Regions from separate parts of the Mus musculus genome. Here region 1 is linked to region 2. Evidence: chromatin contacts called from public Hi-C data. All regions are on one chromosome and are shown on one strand. The core of a region is the stretch at or near the end of the contact, and the rest is flanking DNA. Distances in the headings are between cores, read along the strand shown.

Evidence for each region. A called contact is a pair of places that touch in the nucleus more often than the background predicts.
Region 1: a Hi-C map of forebrain shows a contact between it and region 2, with 4 times the contacts expected there. The contact joins two enhancer-like sites. A contact is called at or near these places in 1 of 484 Hi-C or Micro-C datasets (forebrain), 1 of 115 datasets of contacts at active chromatin or transcription factors (astrocytes) and 2 of 9 other capture datasets (adipose tissue and liver).

What each region holds. Positions count from the first base shown.
Region 1 is chr13:63,543,302-63,547,295 of GRCm38.p6, reverse strand. It overlaps Ptch1 (patched 1), which reads left to right. Exons shown (of 24, transcript NM_008957.3): 4 at 1,990-2,059; 5 at 2,169-2,260; 6 at 3,608-3,806. Among named protein-coding and RNA genes, the nearest start is that of Ptch1, 20 kb to the left of the region's middle. Within about 2 kb of position 2,240, at least 10 of the 459 cell types and tissues checked have an H3K27ac peak or open chromatin away from gene starts, as enhancers often do. A contact at or near this core is called in forebrain, where this site is marked.
Region 2 is chr13:63,333,071-63,337,494 of GRCm38.p6, reverse strand. The region is part of intron 8 of Fancc (Fanconi anemia, complementation group C); the gene reads left to right. Among named protein-coding and RNA genes, the nearest start is that of Mir3074-1, 34 kb to the right of the region's middle. Within about 2 kb of position 1,539, at least 52 of the 459 cell types and tissues checked have an H3K27ac peak or open chromatin away from gene starts, as enhancers often do. A contact at or near this core is called in forebrain, where this site is marked.

The DNA.
Region 1 (3,994 bases), core at 991-3,490, 210 kb before region 2:
TCTTACCTGGGCTATATCTCATTTGCTTAAGTTTTTTTCCCCCTAAATTGAATATATTGTTAACTTGGTAAATTATCTCTTACTGAACCTTTCTTTGGAGCAGTTATGTTTTGCATAGCCTCAGTCGACAATGGGTAGGGCGAAGAGGTGGATGAGAGGGACGATAAAGGGAAGAATTCAATTGGTCACAAAGCAAATGGAGGGGTGAGCATTGAGTCTCTCCCGGATGTCTGAGTGAGGTAGATTGATAATAAGAGAGTTTTAAAACAAAATTAACATCTTTTTTTTTCTTAAATACATCTATACTGTCTATTATTTTAAAATAGGAGCCATACATATACCTGGCCCATTGTTGAGTAGGGCAAGGTCAGATATTTGTAGAAAAGGGGATTGGGAAATATGGGACGTGTTCAGGAATTGGTCTCCTCCTATCAGGAGTGTTCAGTGTAGAGTAACTGTCTGGTCTAGATGGGAAAGTTTGCAGTCAGAGGCCCTGTGGAGAACCTGGTCTCCCAGGGTTATTCCACACACATATGCTAAGACCTGCCTATTCTGAAGCACTTGTCTGCCATATGCTTCAGGACAAGATTTAAGGTTCTGTGAAGTTAACTAAGATGGACTCAGAGTTATGCATAGGAGAGAACCCTTGTCTAGTGAGCACTTGCATATTTTAGGTGAAAAAAAAAATGAAAACGAGAATAAATGGAGTGTTTGTCCAAGGTCAAAGATCAAGCCGGGTTTCAAATGCTGTTTTCTGGATTCATGTCCAATGAACAATCAGTGGGCATCTTTCTCAAACAAATGCAGAGATTCAGCTGGTCAGGTGGTGCTGAAGACCCACTTATATTGGGGTGTGTGTATGTGTGTGTGTGTGTGTGTGTGTGTGTGTGCACATGCGAAACACATAGAACACTTACCTGATCGATGGGTTGATAAGTGTCGGAGGGGAGAGATAGGCGGATGAATGAATGAATGATACCAGGGAGAGAAATACAGTCAGTACAGGTAGAAACAGACAAAGCCAGGCATGAACAGGGCCCACCCTTCATACACCAGGTACCAGGTAAGACTGGAGCCAGGACTCTACATAAGGGTTGTTTTCACCAGCATTAGGCAAAGAAAACTTTTGATTAGCAGGAAGGTAGAGGTTTGAAAGGGCACTAAGAGAAAGATGGAAAAGTCCTAGAAGAAAGTGTAGGGAAGAAGATGCAAAGTATCAAAAATGCCCTTGGGAGAAGGCAGGTCCCCCTGAGGAGACCAATAAAATATAACTGGTGGGGGGAGGGGGTAATTTTTATTTTCATTCCTTCGATTTCCTGTCTTTACTCTTTCCAAATATCCTTTTATTTTTGAGTAAAGCGTCTTTCCCTAAACACGTTGAGAAAGCCATGAGTTTGCAGAACACTCTCTGAGAGATACTAAAACCAAATTAATTCGTGGTCCATGCATTTAATGTCCTGTCTACCTGGTGGAGGTTGTTTATAACATTAAGAGCAGGAAAGTTTGTTTCAAACGTGACCAAAAATAACATAAGCTAGTAAAAAAGAGAAAAAGGCAAGCCAGTAATACTCTCCCACCTGAGTCTATCCCAGCACACGCCACACTAGCCCAAGCTCCGCCTATTTTGAATTTGTGATAATTCCACTGGATTGTTGCAGGTTGTTTAATGTGTGTGGAAAAGCAGATTAATGGTGTAAACAAGATTATTGGTAGAACACTTAAGGAAACAAGACTTCAAGTACTTCGGTAGCATTCATTTACATAAACACCCCACATCTTAATTACGATCCAGTGTTATCTATTCATTAAAGCGGGGCTTGCCGGCTTTCTCCTTGGCAAAAGCTCTGCTGGTTTTGACAGATGCTTCAGCGTGATCGAAATTACAGCCTTTTGCTAAGTCCTGTTGTTCCTGTTTTAAGCTCATTTCCTTGCAGTAAGAAGCATTTTTGTTTTAGTTTTTTTATTTCTCTTCACTTTCCATCCCAATAGGCAATGGAAGTTGGAACATTTGTGCTACAAATCAGGGGAACTTATCACGGAGACAGGTTACATGGATCAGGTACATTCTTTTCTTGTTTGCAGAGAGGGGAAAGTGTTCAAAATTTCTGGAAACAACCCGAGCAGCGAGTGTGAGCCTAAAGCACCCCTATTGTTTTTTGCTTTGACAGATAATAGAATACCTTTACCCTTGCTTAATCATTACACCTTTGGACTGCTTCTGGGAAGGGGCAAAGCTACAGTCCGGGACAGCATACCTCCTGTAAGTGCACCCTCAGTGTCCAGCCGCTGGACTCAGTGACAGTTTCCGGTGTGGCTTATCATTGTTTATTCTGTTTCAGTTTTGGACAAGAAATAAAAACATTGAAATTCCATGCGCATTTTTTTGAGTGAATGGTGGGGGGGGAGGGGATTTCAGCAGAATGTTTTTTTCCTCTTTTCAGAAACAGTTCTGTAGGCATCATTAGATTTCATTCACTTTTACCAACCTATTTATATGCAAATAAAATGCAAATCATTGCACAGTCTGTACAATTTTTTAAAAACTCTTTATAAAATGCTCGTAGTTATGCAGACCAACACTCAGACATTTAAGAAGATAATTTATTACTGGGTTCTTGTCACAAGGAAATACTTCAGCTAAGGTTCAAGATATTCCTGCAGAGAAAAATATGGACCCTACTTTGGATCATGGTAATGATGTTTAAGCGGGGAAATGCGCTGTCTATAAAGGCCGTGATAAGGGATGCTTCGTAGCTCAGCAGTTAGGAATTGCATACACCACACCATTTAAAGAATGATGGTTACTCGGTGTAGACTTTCTTCAGCTAATTATGCGAGAGTTAGTGCTTGGGTTATTGTTTCCGTCCTGGCCCGCACATATCTGCAAAAGCAATTTGCAGTGGCCATCCCCTGACCTTCAGTGTACAGTTTTAGATGGGAAATAAGGGGTTTTGTGTTTTCTGGTTGGGAGACTCTGAATAATGACTTCAGCCTGGTTAAGCAGCTACAGTACGGTTTGAACCACATAACAGGCAGCCAAAAGCCTTTCTGGTCTGTCAACAGCCCAGTTTCCAAAGTGAGTGGGGGGTTAGGAGTGGCTGTAATAGTGGTGATGGTAGAGTCCCGGGGGGGGGGGGGCGCTTGCCCACCCCACTGGCAACCTGTGAGAGGGACCTCGTAAGAATGATTGTTAAAGTTAGCAGATCAAATACTTGGATTGGTCACATTTAAAAAGCAGTTTTTAAGCAGGCAGGTAATATTGTAATTCATTCTTTCGGTTTTTCACTTTGGAGCTCAGAAGAACCCATCCCTCCCCCCACCAGCTAATTTTTTTTAAAGGTATCAAATACTATATCAGGGGATTAAGATTGTCTGTTGGTTCCCTTAATTTGCAAACCCTGCTTGCCATCCTCAGCCATGGATTCTTTTCCTGACTTAAGTTTGCCAGTGGCTTTACTGGGAAAGAACTTTTATATTTTCTCCTTTCCTTTATACTCAGGCCCCAGAGTTTTGCTTTAATAAGCCTGTGTTGTGCAAATGCAGCCATGTGCCCTCCTGCCTGTCTGAGCCACATTTTTCATGGCCTCACCTCTAATTTCTTTCGCAGAGGTAAGCCTCCTTTACGGTGGACAAACTTTGACCCCTTGGAATTCCTAGAAGAGTTAAAGAAAATAAACTACCAAGTGGACAGCTGGGAGGAAATGCTGAATAAAGCCGAAGTTGGCCATGGGTACATGGACCGGCCTTGCCTCAACCCAGCCGACCCAGATTGCCCTGCCACAGCCCCTAACAAAAATTCAACCAAAGTGAGTTTCGGGGGGGGTGCTTTTCTGTTTTCACTTACAGTTCTCTCTATGATTTTCATCCTGAAGATTTCGTTTGGCAGTGACTTTTGTTCCTTTTTAATTTGGTGTATGGAACTAAGGTTGTTCACAGAGCTGAGTTTTGCTGTAAGATTTAGCATAACCCTCATTAGTCTTGCTATTAATGTTTT
Region 2 (4,424 bases), core at 290-2,789:
TCTGCCATCCTGAGCCCAGAGAGCCTGCGAGCCCAGCAGGGTAGAATAAGCCGTGACCTGGTTGAGTGATTACAGGGGTAACCTGAAGAACCTGCTTCCTAATTGCATCATCTGATTCATTTATCGCAGCGCAGCATCTTCCAGCATTGACAGGGCCATGTGCAGTATCAGATCTTTAAGACCCAGCTAGACTGCTGCACTTTGCTGCCTAGGAAACCTGATGCCAATTGCATTAGTGCTGGATTCTGACAGTAATTAAAGTGTGATGGTCTACATAACTTGTGTTTTGTGTGGAGCACTGTTAATTATATTCCCATCTCTTGGGACTATCCAGAATGAGTTCTGGAAATTCTATAGTTACCCAAATATAGCAAAAACAAAAGATAAAAGAGTTGTACAAAGTGTAATGATCTCCCTGAATGTCCTTCTGCCTTTTAGAGACATCAGAGGTCTGGCAGTTTCCGTTAAGGCAATGAATGAATAAGATAAGAGACTAGTCACCTTAATTCCAAACAAGATGTGTGTGCAGGCACATGTGTGAGCCTGTGAAATAAAAATACATTCTCAAACCGGTTTGTGTTTAAGGTTCAATCTTTGGCTTCTCTACCTTAGATTGTCCCCAATATCATGGCTGCCTGCCACAGTTGGTGGCCCCAAATAGATCAGGGTATTAACCCCAGTTTGTCATTTACTATGCAGACTAAAAGTTCCAAAACAGACGGTCTTGTGTTTCCTTTGAGAGAGCAGTCACCAGGACACCATAATCCTTAACCTTAGACCTGACCTTAAAAATTGACGTCAGGAGAAGTATTGAAAGCCACTTGCTAATTATGCCTCCCTTTTGGCACTGTGCTCTGTGCCCAGGCTGAGCTTGTATCAAGGAGGCTGTTTTCTCGTTACAGCTCTGTGTGTGGAGCCCAGAAGGCTATTGTTTGGGTTCCCTATTTGAGTGAAAAGGGCCAGCTGGGTGGTGGGGTGGCCTGCGCTTGGCTGCTACACTGTGCTACGTGCCAGAGCCAGGAGCACCCTGGTTCCCATGCCCTCCCTTGCACTCCTTCACGGGCTGATCCGCCTGCTGGCAGCCACCGCAGTTGGGCCTGGGAGAGCTACCCCAAAGAGTAGTTGCATGGGAGGCAGGAGGCAGGGTCTTAAGTCAGAGACTGTTACCTGGAAGAGTTGGTAGCTCAGTAAAAAGTGTCTTTGTCTATGCCAGCCTCAGACAGCTCAGTGTGTTCCTCCTGTTGGCCAGGAAGTGTCCTCATTCTTAAGAGGGCAGTCACCGCAGCTTCACAAGGAGAAACTTCCCTGAAAAATCCCATTGCTAAAATACAGCCAAAGAATTACTCCTGTCCTCAACATTGTTGGATTTGTTTCTCTAATGTTTTAGCATTTTCTTTCCCCGCATTTTCATTAGTGTACTTCTTGCCTGAACTCTAATGTGGTACATGCAGTTAAACCAGAGCTGGAGTGGATGGCTTAGTCTTGGTTAACTAGACAAGTGTGGTGGGGCTTTGGTCTGGACTGCACTTTCCAGTGTTAACCTCAGGGGGGCACCAGACACTCCAGCATTATCTCCAATGAAAACCCAGGGCGCAGGGTAATCTTCACTCATGGGGTTCCAGGCTTTGTAGCTCCTGGGAGATGAATGGGAGAAGGATCACAGACAGACCACAAGAAATAGTGGACCATGGCAGTTCTTCCTATTCAGAGGCCAGGTTGAGGAGCAGTGAGACCCAAGAAACTGCTTTTGAGCATAGACATACGGAGACTAGACCTGGAGGTATTTGTCCAGTGTGCAAAGCTGGACATCCTGTAACTTACACCCCCCACTCCTCTGCTTGACACTGAGACCTCATGTAAACTTACAACATAAGAGGACATTTGGTACTTGTTAAGGTTTTTAAGCCCAAGAATGACAGATTTATCACTAATTAAACAATAATTGCATTATGGGGTACTGAAAAAAATTGCTTGTAGTATAAACAACATCTGGTAAAGATTAAAAAGAAAGCTCAAATTTGTTGTAAGAAACCTGAATCTTTTAAAACAAAATAGATTCTAAAACGTGAAAGGGTTGTTTAGTTTTATGTTTAACGTTTTAAAAATAGAAAAGAAAATGCCATAAGGAAAGTATGTATTTATAAAAATAGTCATTTTTATAATTACATTATAGATGTGAATGGCTTTTTTTATATATATATAAGTAGATTTTTTTCTAAAGCCAAATCACTTTTTTAACTCAAAGGAGTTCACCATGAAGGCTATGTGGCTCTTCATTCAGAAGAGGCCTTTCTTTGGTTTTGTTTGGATTTGTATGTATTTGTGGCTCTGTAGTGACTGTAGTTGCCTTTTAACTCATATCTGTGGACAAAGAGGGCCGTCTCTTGCCAGAAGAGTAGGGTGAGCTGGCTCCATGGGAGATGGGCCGATGCTCTGGTGGGCAAACTGGAGGGAAAACTTCTCTGCTGATTTTCTCAAATGACCATTTTCTGAGTAAACATCAAACAACCTTAAACTCAGCCTAGAAAGGGGAATCTGTCCCGGACTTGAGCGGTCACTCGAGAATCTGTTGTTTCCTTCTTGGTTCTCTGACCTAGAAGACCTGGGGGCTTTATTCTTCCTAACCCTCCGTTGTCTTTTTAGGAGAGGCATTCACTTTTCTCTGATAATCACCTTATGAATACCTTTTCTAGTTCTCTCCCCCATCTCTCTGTCCCCTCCCCCCTGTCAAACACATGTACACACCCGGGGAGGGGGGGGGGGAGGGAGAGAGAAAGGGAGAGAGTCTGAAAACAATTGATAGAAAAAGTGTGCCATCTCCCTGAGAAATGTGCTGTGTGTTCTCAGCCTCTTTGGAGTGGCAGGTGGTTTATAGTAATCTCTGGTCCCCTGGGATGAAAGGAGCAGGCTAGAAAGCTTCATGGGTGAACTAGAGAGTCAACAGTTCTCTCCGCCACCCTCACCTCTCTTCTCGATACTCTGTACTGTCCGTGTTGACTCATCTTCCTGAGTTTTGTTGAAGGATGGAAATAGGCCATCCCGGGCAGAGGGGAACCAGAGGAAAGTGTCTTATCAGATAACATTCTGGTAAGGTAAGGAGGCCACAGGTTGTTGTGGGCATCATCATCATCTGTTTATCCTCCAAGGCTTATTGAAAGTCAGGGGTGAGGGTGGACAAGAAAGGGAGATAGAAGTGCTCCTGGCATCTCTTGGTGACATGGTTTCCCTGGAGTGAAGGAATCTCTCCATGAAGATTGTTAGGCCAGATGGAGGAGAGTTTGAGAAGGAACAGATTTTGGTGGGATGGAGAAAAACAGATGAGCAGATGGAACCTGAGACAGCTCCCCCCACCCATTTTGGTAGGCAATATAATGACAACAGATACTCTGTTTCAGAGCATGGCTGTAGAGCCCTAGAATGCAGAGGAACCTATGGTGTCCCACCTGGGCAGTGAAACACTGTGCAGAGGGCTTAAACATTCGCCTCCTCCTTGAAAGGATTCTGTAAGAGGTGGGATTTGGCTTCCAGAGAACCATGCAGTAAAGCTTTAATTCTGATGAGAAAATCAGCTTTAACTGTGTCATAGGGACTTGTGAATACTTCGGTCTTTATGAAACAACTTACTGACACTGAAATTAAGTCCTGGGACAACTCCAGTGAAGACTGGAGAGGAGAAAGAGGTTCTTACAAGTGGTAAGGAGGGGCTAAACATTAACCCTTGTCATGGCTACTTTCGCAGGTACCCTGCCTGCTCATCTCTTCCTGTTTTAGAATCTAAAGTAGTTTATGGACGTGGGAGAAGCCACTAATCTGAAGTCCTTACAAAGGAAGGCCTCGACATATAGATCCAGCCCATGCAGAGAATAGGTGGATTCTGTGGCTTGTTTGGGTTGGAATCACCAGCTCAGTTGTTCAGAAGGAAACCACTGCATTGAAGCAAAGCCCATACAGCTTTCTTTTTGACAAATTAGGTCAGAACATCCTTTCTTGCATCCTCTTGTGGTTTTGGTAGCCACCCAGTTACTTCTTAAGTCTTCTCTTCTTTACTGTTTAGAAATCCATGTTATCAGACCACATGATTCTCAAGTCTTCAGTGGCTAGGGTAGGGTAGTTAAGCCATTTGGAATAAAAGAAAATGGTTTTCCTTACCTGCATCAAGTTCTGGTCTGATTTTCCTTCAGTGCACATTCAGCTCTGTGTCTGTGCCTGCGGGTGTGTGGCTGTGGTGGGGGTCTTCAGATTTTGTTGTTAGGAGGTGCATTCCTACATAGAACAGAATTGTTCTGGCAAACTTAGCTGAGTTGTATTTCTTTACGAGATCCAATTTGATTTTTTTTCTGTTTGGATTTTTCCATTATGAACACATAGAAACTCTTTCAGTGTTCTCTGGGCCTGTGTCCAAGTGCATGAACAACTGTTAGTAT